3 separate regions of the Zea mays genome follow, and all the other regions are linked to region 2. A link is a contact called in public Hi-C data. All regions are on one chromosome and are shown on one strand. The core of a region is the stretch at or near the end of the contact, and the rest is flanking DNA. Distances in the headings are between cores, read along the strand shown.

What was found. Hi-C and Micro-C count contacts between places; a contact is called where the count stands out from the background.
Region 1: a contact with region 2 is called in a Hi-C map of tassel, with 2.2 times the contacts expected there. The contact joins the promoter of LOC103627771 here to the promoter of LOC732735 in region 2. A contact is called at or near these places in 13 of 25 Hi-C or Micro-C datasets (bundle sheath, ear, endosperm and 4 more) and 2 of 3 datasets of contacts at active chromatin or transcription factors (leaf and seedling).
Region 3: a contact with region 2 is called in a Hi-C map of ear, with 2.5 times the contacts expected there. The contact joins the promoter of LOC100273763 here to the promoter of LOC732735 in region 2. A contact is called at or near these places in 8 of 25 Hi-C or Micro-C datasets (bundle sheath, ear, leaf and 2 more).

Annotation. Positions count from the first base shown.
Region 1 is chr5:217,483,721-217,487,626 of Zm-B73-REFERENCE-NAM-5.0, forward strand. LOC103627771 (protein CURVATURE THYLAKOID 1D, chloroplastic) reads left to right here and starts at 1,842. Exons shown (of 5, transcript NM_001156482.2): 1 at 1,842-2,091; 2 at 2,162-2,391. The coding sequence starts at 1,962.
Region 2 is chr5:217,349,713-217,354,015 of Zm-B73-REFERENCE-NAM-5.0, forward strand. It overlaps LOC732735 (Cyclin-D2-1), which reads right to left and starts at 2,873. Exons shown (of 6, transcript NM_001112364.2): 1 at 2,485-2,873; 2 at 2,201-2,287; 3 at 2,017-2,115; 4 at 1,718-1,919; 5 at 1,487-1,608; 6 at 1,076-1,328. The coding sequence starts at 2,808. The coding sequence ends at 1,095.
Region 3 is chr5:217,579,030-217,582,977 of Zm-B73-REFERENCE-NAM-5.0, forward strand. It overlaps LOC100273763, which reads left to right and starts at 2,129. Exons shown (of 23, transcript NM_001360436.1): 1 at 2,129-2,287; 2 at 2,497-2,566; 3 at 2,692-3,390. The coding sequence starts at 2,519. LOC103627772 (a long non-coding RNA gene) reads left to right here. Exons shown (of 4, transcript XR_002262548.3): 4 at 504-838.

The sequences.
Region 1 (3,906 bases), core at 592-3,091, 130 kb after region 2:
AGGAAAATTACAGTTAGCAGAGTTTGTATGACTACGATATTGGTCTAGGAGGTCTTAGGTGAGCTGAACAACATGATGGATGAGCAGTTAAATATTTGGGTGACTAGATGAACGATGAATAGTAGGATGAAGGGTTCGATGAACGATGAATAGTGAGTATGAACGATCCGATGAACGGTGAATAGTCCGTACGAATGACAAACGATGAATAATTCGTATGAACGAACGATAAACGATGAATAGGGATTATGAATGAACGGACGAATGGTCGAACGATTGGACGAATGAACGATCAGAATTTCGGAAGCATGACGACTGAACAATAATTATTTGGTCGAACGAAAAAACCATAATCAATCGGACAAACGATCGAACAAACTAAAAACATTTGGACAAACGATCGAATTAACAAACGAACGATCCTTGTGCTTGTGTGGGAGTGAGTGAACGATCCTTGTGTTTGTGTTGTGCTTGTGTGGGAGTGAGTGGGAGTGAGTTGTCATGAAATGGCTTGGGATGGCATGAGGGAGACCCTTGCCCCTCTATTTATATGCAAGGTGGGGGATTAGGGGAGGAGGCGAGGATTAGTTGGAGGAAGCGAGGATTAGTGGGAGATAAGTATGTATTAGCCGTGGATAAGTAAAATTAGATTGTAGAGCTTATTGTATGACATCGGAGGCATATATATGTATGAGCAAATGGAAAATTATTAAGAAAATATTTGTAAGGATTTTAAAAATGATTCTGATGATATTTTTAGTAGAAAAATATTTGGAGAAATATCAGTGGAATATTATGCAATATTTCTGAAAAGAGTTTGAGGAGATGTCTGGAAAAATATTTGTAGAATATTTTGAGGAGAATTTTGGAGGGAAAATAGATCACTATATTTTCTTTGTTGAGATCAACTCGTAAACAAAAATTTTAAAACAAAATTTAAAATTTATTTTGAATTTAGAGCGAGTTGGAGAAATTTTCTAGATTTGAATTTTCAGAGTGCTACAATAGCCCCTTGGATTCTTCATGTATCAATCTACCTCCATGGTTTTGATAGATTTTTTTATAGAATGTTATGCCATTCTATGGGGCTTAAAAATTCATTAAGTATTTACCTATTTTTTTAAAAAAAAAGGACAAATCCACTTTTTAAATCAATTCAAACCAAGACAAGAAAATAATTCAAGCGTTTTAAGGATTTAGGAGGTCAGTTTGGTGTTTGAAAAGGAAACATCGACTTCGATAATAGTTCAAGTAGCTAGAATGAATGCTAGTTCACAATCTTTGATGACCGAAGACGTTTAAATACGATCTAGGCGTTGTTCAGGAATAGACCAGGAATCAATCCAGCTGATCAAAATTTATATAAATTAGAGAAACAAACTGGCTAGAAATTGTTGCAGGCTTCTATTCCGGAACAATCGAACGGCCTCTAAAGAAAACAAATTCATGGCGTGCAACTGAACAGATGGTCAAACTTTTTTCTGCCTATATGGAGTTATGGTTGCTACAGTGGACAAGCACCGACGAAAGAAAAAATTAAAAAAAAGGAGATTCTTTCCACAGACATGACGGCCCCCCGGGAACAGGAGAGAAGCAAAAGCGAAAGCACGGAAGCACCACGCCACCACCTGTCGTCCAACCACCAATGCACAAGAATCGGCTCGGCCCCAGACAGCAGAGACCCAAACGCACAGCCAGGCAAGGGAGCCGTGAGTCGTCGGAACTCGGACGTCAGTACGTCACACAAACTGCCGAGCCGTTGTGGGGCGAGCAGGAAACGGACTGCAGGAGCAGGACTGCAGGAGCACCAGGAGCCTTGGAGGTGCACTCCACCAGTAGGAGTACTTCCTCAAGTCCTCATCCCCCATTCCTCCTCGCGGCTCATAGAAACCTCAAAACCCAACCAGGACAGCGTCCACAGAAAGAAGAAAGAGCACAGAGAGTGGAGTAGTGGACAGACCATGGAGCTCTGCGTCTCTACACCCCCATCCTCCGTCCGCGCCACCGCCGCGCCCATATCCTTCGCCCCGCCCCGACGTGGCGCGTCTGCCTCCACCGCCGTTCCGCCCCACCGCCGCATCCCAACTCGAGGTACGGCATACCCAGCCCTCACTCTGTACCTCACGCGCTGTCTCGCTTGCTCTGACAGTTTCCGTTTCAGTCTGGCGCTGCGCCAGCGCGGCCGTGCCTGGCCCGGTGCCCTCCGAAGAGCCGGCATCCGCCTCCTACGCCGTCGTCGTCACGGACAAGCCCGATACGCCTGCCGACGACAAGGCCGAGGAGGTTAGCGCCGCGCCTAGTGGCTCCGCGGAGGCGCCTATGGCAGAGCTGGTGCCGTCAGAGGCGTCATCATCCCCAGATGATGGCGGCCTGGATGAGATTCTAAGCAAGGTATCGCCGCCGTGCTGCGGACACGTTACCTGCTTTGCTGTTCAGGGTCCCAGGTCCCAGCGGCTTTATTTTGCCTTTCGATTCCGATGCGGTGCCACCTTTGAATGCTACAGTGATTAAATCCCTTACTATGCAGTTTTGAATGCTGAATAGATTAAATCTCTTCCTATTCAAAATTATATAGGAAGGAATTTAATCCCCTCAATTCCCTCCGATCTAGATACAACCGAACATAAGCGCTTGTTCGTTTTGTGGTGGTTTCAATGGGATTTGAGGGGATTTAATCCCTCCCATTCAAAAATTTGTATAGGAGGAAATTTAATTTCCTCAATTCACCCCTAACCAAACGAGCCTTATGTAGAATTAAACCGAACTGGGATGCTTTTTTTCCTATCCTATATCTTAAATGAGTCCTACAGAAAACCAATAAGCTCAATTTGACAATATAACTACATCTGGGCAAAACAGAAACTGCTGTCCTTGGCTCATTGCTATAATAGACTAATATAGTGAGAGTGCAGTAACTTTTTTCTGTTAGGCAGTCCATACAAAATAAAGAGGATCACCTATGAAAATATAACATCCACGAATGCTGTTTTGATTGGCCCAGTTAATTGCATTATCACCTACATCGTTGTCAGGGCTGTATCGGATAATTTTGAGGCTTATGGTGCGTGAAACAGAAATTTGGGCCCAATTAGGGCATGTTCGTTTTAATCTCCATCTATGTGGATCGGAGGAGATTGAGTGGATTTAAATCTGTTGCAAGTCAAAATTCATCTCAATCCCCTCCAATTCCATATGAATGGGAATAACCGAACAACGTTTTACAGGTTGAGAAAAAAATGGATCCTATTCTCTTATCATTATGCCTTGCCAAAAACAAATATTGGGACTCTCGCAAGATTGACTACCATGATACACTAGTGTTTACCTAAAATGTGCTATCCTTCTGCAATGAGATGTGAGTTAATTTAAAAAAACTCATTAGTTATGGTGATTGTTGATTGAAAGATTAAAGTGAGTGAGAGAGATGCCTCCTTGTGACTCTATGGTGGGTATCAATTGGAGGTAGGGATAATGCATGAGCCTTAGGAGTTGATTGGCCGGGGCACGGAAATTTTATTGCTAATTTATTTGTTATCCATCTAATTTGTTGATTAGTACTAATACAACGTATAGTAGTTGGAAAAATTGGGGTCCTGGGATTTTGGAGGGCCCAAGTAAATGCACACCATGTACATGATTGCAGTACGAGACTGTTTCGTGATGCATATAGTACATCTCACTATCATGTATTGTTTTTGTCGGTGTTTTGACTCGAGGATCCTACCGTCTAGTGAATTAGTGTTACGTGCTCTGGTCCAGATGGGTGATGCAAGGAGACACAAGTCTTTATCCTGGTTCTGACAAGAGAAGACCTTACTTTCAGCAGAGGAGAGATGAGACTTATATTACTTGCTCCTAAGTGCTTGCAGTAGGAAATACAAGCTTATCGGGAGAGGGAAAGGATCC
Region 2 (4,303 bases), core at 1,623-4,122:
CAGTATATATTGCTAGGCGACGGTGACGGGGGGTTTCCAGTTATTGACCAGTCAGTCAGTGAGGTTTTTGAAAACTCGATGTAAATGGTGCAGTGAGGTTTTTGGTCAGAAGCAGTCGATGGATTTAAAAAAAGATTAATGGCAAAAAAAGCAATGGAGATTCTAGCTCAGTTTTGTTTACAGATGGAAACTGTCCAAACACACTACAATGCTCTGCGGCAACTGGATTCTTCTAGGGGTTTTGCAAGAAGGTCTAAGGTTTATCAGCACTACTAATCTACCATTGTTAGGGTTCACCAACAGTGATCGATCACCAAGCAGATACAAATAATTAAGGGACAGGATCTCATTATGCTCCCTGATTTGATAATTTGATTAGTATCTGCAACCTCGAAATGTGATCGATTTTAAGTTCTAATTTCTTTCAAAGCCATGTTTGCGTTCCAGATTGATAAATAGAATGGACAAGACAGGTAGAGTAGCAAATACTCGCAATCAAGAATAACCAATGAAGGTACATTGGTCATAATCAACCAATGGCCCCAGCGCAACCAAAACGGAACGCCGAATACCATATTACTATCAACAAGTGACAGCTCACCATTAAGAAAAAATAAAACATATCTGTAGTTTATGGAAATATATCAAATTGTTCTATTCCTCTGCCGATCCATCTTTGGATTCTTCTCACCCGACAAATGTTCAATTGCCCAAGGCAATCCTTGCCTAAAGTTCATTGCGAATTGAAGGTACAAAATGGTACGAGAGAGCTCTCATCTCTATGCCGTATGTAAATTCCTTGTTCCCCCTCTCTACCTACACCAGCATCCCTGGACTCTAGTGTCTTGCGCTTGCATTCCCCTTACGGATGCCAATTGCATGAACTGGAATCGCAACACTGGCTCGCAGGACGCTGCTTGTTATTTTTCTCTCTCTCTTTATATGGAACACTGAGTAGTGTGCATGTTTTGTTGTTCCATTCAGGCAACTACTTGACGAAACCATAATCCTTGAGAGGCCAAACTAAATTTAAGATGAATGAACCAATCAAAAACTCCTAGAACGGTGAGGAGCACACCTGAAGCATACCACAACTAGAGTAGACGTCTAGTGATCCTTCTTCTCTTGCTCGTGGAAGAACTATGGTAGCATACTGCAGGAGATCCAACAGTAGCATCATCGCTTTGTTGACTCAGACAGGCAGCGGCATCCAGGACGCCTATGGGGCTTCGTGGCACAGAGGAAATTGATGATCCAGCAGACTTTAGGACAATGCTTCCCACAGCAATCTTCTCTTGAATCATTTCATGACATCTTAAAACCCTCTCCTAAAACGTGTTAACGGTGTTTTAGACTATTTTGGAAACAATTTGAGCAGGCTTTAATGGTAAGTAAAACATGGATAAACAAGTCTGCTCTCAGAGGATACCATCCAATGGTAAGTGTCATATGGTTTAGTAGGAACATCGAGCTCTGAAATTATTACCTTGTCCAAATAGTTGCAGCTAGTAGCAGCTCTCTCAATTACAGAACTGCTGCATTCCCCGATCGCCGCAAGAGCAACACTGGCAGCAATCTCTGAGGGTCTGAATACCACGAATTCAGCACCTGCAGACCCAATTGTCACGCTTTAGAAATTGATTGCTGCCAAATTGAGAATTTTTCTATGCCGATCAATAAGGTCAGGAATCATACTGGACTAAGTCCTAAATTGTACCTTTAGCAGTGCTCAAGACAAGGTCGGAAGAGCGAGAGCGCGCAAGCAAGGAGGGTGCACCATGGTCACTCAATTTATGAAGAAAGTATTCAACAAATGAACAAGCAGTAACAGCATGCATCCTCCACTTTAAGGTGCGTAGCACCAGAAGCTCCATCCTTTTAATGGTCCTTCCCTCAAAAACAAACTTTGCCTCGGCTACCTGCCACACAAAGTCGAAAATTACTTTGCTGGAAAAGAGAATCAGAACAGCACAATGTATGTGCAAGCAAGTGATGGGATCCATCGCACTGGCTCACCTGCAAATCCAAAGGGAGTGGCACAAAAGTCTCTTCTATTTTCGAAGCCAAAGACAAGCATGCCACTGCTAAGAGCTGAGTCATCCAAGCTCTGCCTTCCTGCCATGATATGGATCTTCCTCCCATCAGCACTAAGTTATTTGAGTAGGGCTGTTTCCAGCGACACTAAAATTGCAAGACTTACAGGAAAGTCATAGGTGGAGAGGAATCTATCGAGGTAGTTCACAGACAGAACTGCAGTCAACGGTGCGAAACTGTAATGTTCAATGACCTATCCAGCAAAAAAAGATGTGGATTCAGTGAGCTTTGAGGCCGATTTATGTTGGAAGAAGGTACCGATGAGCATAAATCAAGTGAAGAACCACGATGAGCTCTATAAAAGATAGACCTTTACGCAAATCCAGCGAGCCACATCTCCGCATCTCACTAGCATAGCAAGCAAAGGATCCATCGATTAAGTGAACTCACCTTCCAAATCCAGTCGACGGCATCCTTCCTGACGGCGGCCAAATCCAGGTCCCCATGCCGTCGCTGCAGCTTCTGGAGGTACCCCTCCGCGGGCATGTGCTCCACCTCCTTCTCCACGAGCGCCGCAACGCAGTCATCCGAGAGCAAGGGGAACTCCGTCAAGAACCCGTCGACGGCAACCCCGGCGGCGGCGGCGGCGACGACGGTGTCGCGTGGCGGCGTAGCTGCGGCCGCCCAAGAGGACTCGTCGTCCAGGCCGAGAACAGCAGCGTTGTCCTCCGCGCACAGCAGCACGGAGGCGGCGCAGTCATAGCCAGGCACCATGCTTGCCACGCCACCTACTTGCCGAAAACGGCACGAATGCGAGACTGGAGCAGCGAGCAATCAATTCACCAGCGAAGCTCCTCCTCCCTTTCCCCTTCTTGCGAGCTGATTCTATGGAGTCTGGATTTGCTACTCCTCCCCCTCCCTGCTCCCTCTCCCCTCTTCCTCTTCTTGATTTATTCAGATAATATAGATAGAAAAAAGGTACATGTTTTTTTGCCTATTTTTTCCTAATTGTGTTCTTTATCAAGTGGAGAGGACAGAGGAGCGAGAGAGAGGAGGGGGAGGAAGACGCCGGCAAGGCCACTGCAGTGTGTAAACAGTAGGAGAGAGACTAGTGGAGTGGAGGAGAGCAGGGTTTATGTAGGGCGGCCGGGCGCTGTGCCTAGTGAATAGTGATGGTGGTGGTGGAGCGGGTTTTGGATAGAGACGAGGGGTTTTCTGTAAAACATGCCTGCGACTCCTTGGGGCTTTGTTTTGTTTTGTTTTTGGCATTTTCCTAGGAGAGTTTTTGGAGCGCGGATCCTTTGCGCGCACGACACTGGATCGTGTTTTGCGTGAGGTGTGTCGCGGGGGCAAGTTTTTTTTTCCCGTTGTCACTGTATCATCATTCAAAACTGCGTCATTGTAGGCTAGTAAATTCGATGCAGGGCGCGTTGGCATTGAAGGGAAGTCTAGTACTAGTAGAAAACAAAACATGTTGAGAAAATTATACGGACTAGTTCATTTGATTGTTGATTTATCGAGACGCAATTAAATCTTTTGAATTGGACAGCGAACTCGGAAATTGAATGGTTCCGGTTCCACCCAAGCGTTCAATTGTAACTAGATAATTTGGCCTCAGGTCATTCCGAGTGGAGTTTTATTGCACGGTTTTTAAAATGACACATCATCAACTTTTATTGTGTATCCTAAGTTTTATCTGAATGAAACTATCTCCCTCCTTTCATAAAACTCTCTATATCTCTCCAATCATAAATATTGTGTCATCTCATGAAACTCCCACTATGAATGGCCTCACACTCCACATGAATTGGCTGGTATCCAAAGCTTTGATTGGAGGCCCAGTTGATTGATGGCCAAAACTTGAGTGTCAAAACTGGCAATCTAAGGTCTTAGCCACTATTTGATTCGCTGCCAGCACTTGCCATTATATCTCTGGTGAAAATATTGCCCAGCTTTTGGCAGTTTTAGGCTTTTAGCTGCCTCGCTTCTCCTTACAGCCGATGTGGCTTCAGCTAGCAGCTCTACATACAGCAATCGTAGCTGATGCTGAAACAAACAGCCTTAGGCCTGTTTGGAAATGCAGTTTTGAAATACCGTAATTTTGAGATACCACAGTTTACAATTGTACATGACACAAATACTACGGTATTAATTTACCACAGTAAAACCACAGTATTACTCAAAACCGAGATATGTTTGGTTTCATTAGAAAAACAAAGTATATGTAGAGAGAAGAGAAGAAAACTGAGGTCCCGACTGGAGTTTTAAA
Region 3 (3,948 bases), core at 879-3,378, 230 kb after region 2:
ACGTTTCAACGGGCGCGCGCATCCTTTACGTGGGGTGCAGTGCAGTGCAGGTCGCGCTCGGAAATGCGTTCCATGTGAGCGTCGAGTACGTGGGACACGACACGCATGCGCCAGCACCACCCACCGGATGGGATGACCGCACCGTTTCTCGTCTAATCCGACCAAACCGGCGCCCTTTTCCGCGTCGCACCCAAGCAAAAAAAAAAAAAAAGAGCTAGCCCGCTCCGTGGCTCACCCGACACAAGTGAGAAAGAAAGGACGTTCGATAAAACCTGGAAGATCTAGGAATCTGCATGGTACTGCTCGGTTTCTAATTACCTGTGCCTTTGCTATATATACAGATAGATCTAATGTTATGACAAACAAATACATGGCAAACAAATGGTTCTGGATCAGTGTGGTAGCAAAGCGCTTTTGCACAACCTCTTCCCTCTCCACCATCCTGGGCCTACATGCACGCATGTTCACCGATTTAATCCATCGACCTCTGTTTTTTTCTGCAGGATTACAGCTGCAACATTCCTAATGGTTTTAACCCACCGGCAGCGAACAGCCATGGAAGCTTGTCAGAACCTCTGTCGCCAGCTGCAAGCCTGCAATTGCCACGAAGCACCACAGCACCAGGGCCAAAAACGTCTTTAGACCACCACCCGATATACAATTTAGGTGCTGTTTGGTTCACGAAATGTAACGTAAAGGGTAATAGTAATGGTTTACACTCGATTATGGCCGATAATAAGTTTAAATAGTCTGATATCAATTTTTAGTATGATATCTAATTACGGTTGAACTAAAACAAATATGATTTAACGTTATCGTTTATCCATTACGTTACAAATTTTTGAACCAAACGGTACCTTAGGTCATGACTCCTCCGACCACGCCGTTCGGAAAAGGTACCGACACGCGGCCCCCGCAGCCATGTGACCGCTCCTCCCCACGGCTCCCCATGCGCCGCCCCAGACACAGAACACGGGAGGCCCACGCGATGTACCGTCCTCGATGCCCGCCACGTGTAGCCCCGCCGGATCGAACGGACCAGCGTGCGCTGCGGGAGAGGGCAGGAGGCAAGCGTTCGGCCGGCCGGTCCAAACTCCATCTAGTCCACCCCACTCCACTCGGTCATTCTCCTCCACAGTAGCACAGCTAGCTCTTGCCCACCACCGCCACGGGCCCACGACGTCCCAACCCGGTCACCACTAACGTTTCGACCGTTACGGGAGGGCCCCTGTTCCCCCGACGTTGCCGCGCGCGCCCTGACGTCGTCAACGCTGCTCCGCTCGGTCGGTGAACGCAGCTGATTCCGAGCGACTCTCCACATGGGTCTGTTTGGTTTAGCTTTTTTCTGACCAACTTTTCTGAAAATCCGGCTGTGGAGAGAATCTGGCTGTGGGGAGAATCTAAGTATTATTACGATTACGTGTAGAGGAAGATAAAGTTGTTTATAGGGCTCAGGATCTAGAAAGTAACGAATTCCTACTATTACAACGACTCAACCGATTATATGTTTATGTTGATTTTGGATGGTTTTTGCCCCCAACGAATTTTATAGAAGCTGTCTGAAAAACTGAGCGTTTGGCAGTCCGCAGTAGCTTTTGGTGGCCAGAAGCTGCCAGAAGCCGAAACAAACAGGGCTATTGTGGCCTACGGCGAGGCTCAACGGAAAGAAAGGAAACCGTCGGCCAAAAGAGAATGGGCCAGCTATCGTTGGGGCGCTTTTTCGCATATAGGCCCCTCTTTGCTCAGGATAAATGCTATTGCTTGCATAACTTGGGGACGGTTACTGCACCTAATCACCTATGCACCGTATATATATAATATACGGAGTAATAAAAGATAGTAAAATTACCGCGTGTTAAACTGGCAGCGTTGTTCTCCAATCAATTGTTTGATATGCGCCTATTTTGTTCGAAGAGAAGGAACAATGCATTTCTATGATATACTATATGATACCGTACGGTAATACCGGGCCAACAGAGGGCCTAACTGCAAAAGTTTCGCCCGTCCCTTTCCTGTTTATTCGAAGGCAGTGGGGTTTTAGTATTTTTTCTAGTTACGCCCATGAGCTAATAAACTCGTACTTGTCCCTTTCCTCCTGCTCGGCTCCGCCTTCCCCACTCGTCCACTCCCCGTACACTCCATCGCGCTCGACGCTCCCGTCGCTGTCGGCCACCGCGCTGCGCTGCGCTGCTCGCAGAGTTCGTCCCGACGCTCGTCCGAAGAAATTCAAATCCGGGGCGCTCGCGTCACTCCCAGCGACAAATCCGCGCGTAGATTCGGCTCCCAAGTAAGCATTTCTCCCTGCACGATTCAGCCGACTCCCATCCCCCCCCCCCCCCCCCCCCCCCCCCCCCGAAATTCCTCCCGTGTTCAAATCTGCGGCTGCGGGAAAATTTTTCGAGGGGTTTTCGGGTCTGGGAATCACCCGCATTTGGTGCGGCTGGCTCGGGATTTTTTCTGATTTTTGCTCGATTTTGTTCTCTTCGTCCGTTTCAGTTGGAACCCGCATGCGCTGGCCATGTTCACGGAGGGGCTAGATCGCGACGCCCTCAAGTGGGTGCGAGAGGTGAGTGAGCTCGCCGCGCCGCCGGCCCTAGCTGAGTTCAGCTGCTGCGGCTTCGGGTTCCCGTTCTCTGATGCGTGTTTTTTTGTGTGTCCCTGGTGGTGGTTGTTGGTGGAATGCGTCTGCAGGGCCAGGGAGCGGCGGCGCTGCATAGCCACGACCGGATGGACGCGCTGCGTGCCGTGCGCGGAGCGGCCGGCCGCGGCGGGCTTGGCATGCCGACGCCGGAGAAGTTTCGGAGCGGCCACATGCCGCGCGGCGCGACGGTGCCGCTGTCACGCTCCTCGCTGCGCAGCGACGACGGCACCGCCGCCTCGGGATCCGACATGGACGAGTCGTCGGACAACGATGAGATCGAGGTCTGCAGCGGCAGGTACTCGGTCGACTCGTCACCCCGCCGCGACGACGTGACCCGACGAACGGCCGTTCCCCTCTACCGCTACGCCACCATGCCTGGGCAGCAGAGCTACTACTCCACTGATGATGGCTACTCGGACTTGAGCTCTTCGCGTGACACGGCACTGCCAAGAGCTAAGGCACAGCCGTTGGGACGGCCGCAGGCACGGGTCGTTGAGTATGCTGATGAGGAGTACTCCGTATCTCCAGGCACCTCCGAATTTTCTAGCCAGGTGGAAGGGCAGAGCAATGGTGTGACCTCCAAGGGTGGGTATGTATCAGAGTACTCCCATACTGGTCCAGCCCGAAGAGAAGCAAACAATTTGGGTCCTAAGAATCGTGCAGCAGCTCCAGCGAGGATGCGATACCAACATGACAGCCATTCTGCTCATGTCCCCGCTCGAGAGGATGTGAAATCAACACGTAAATTGGTTAGTTTTCTTTGTTTATTTACAAAGATTTTTCATTCATCTACCCCACTCTTTTTCTATGTGATAGCACCATCTGTAAGTTCCATTTTGTTTCAAGTTGGGGTTGCATTTAAATGTGTGGGAAAATGCTAAGTATAACATGGCGCTTAACGAATAATATTCCTAATAAATATGATAGTTGTGAAAGCATCACATAGTTGTCAATATTTTTTTTATATATACCCAGAAATATTTTAAAACCCAAATGTTCAAAGTATAGTTATTTACATGGATCTGAGACAATATGTGTTTTATTTTTGAAATGGTTTGGCAAACACTCTAGTTAATTGATCAATTGATTCCTTTTTTTGACTACACGGCAGGGAAGGCCCCTACCAATTTTTTTGTATTAATTTGGGTAAAAAAAAGTCACAACAACTTCCCCTGGGCCCAAAGAAAAAAACCGTAAAAAACATCAGGGTGATTCTCTATCAATCGATTCTTCAGACACAATTTTCTGCAAACATGGCTGGTTCAGTGAGTTATCTTGGGTTTTCATAGTTAAATGTTTATATTCGA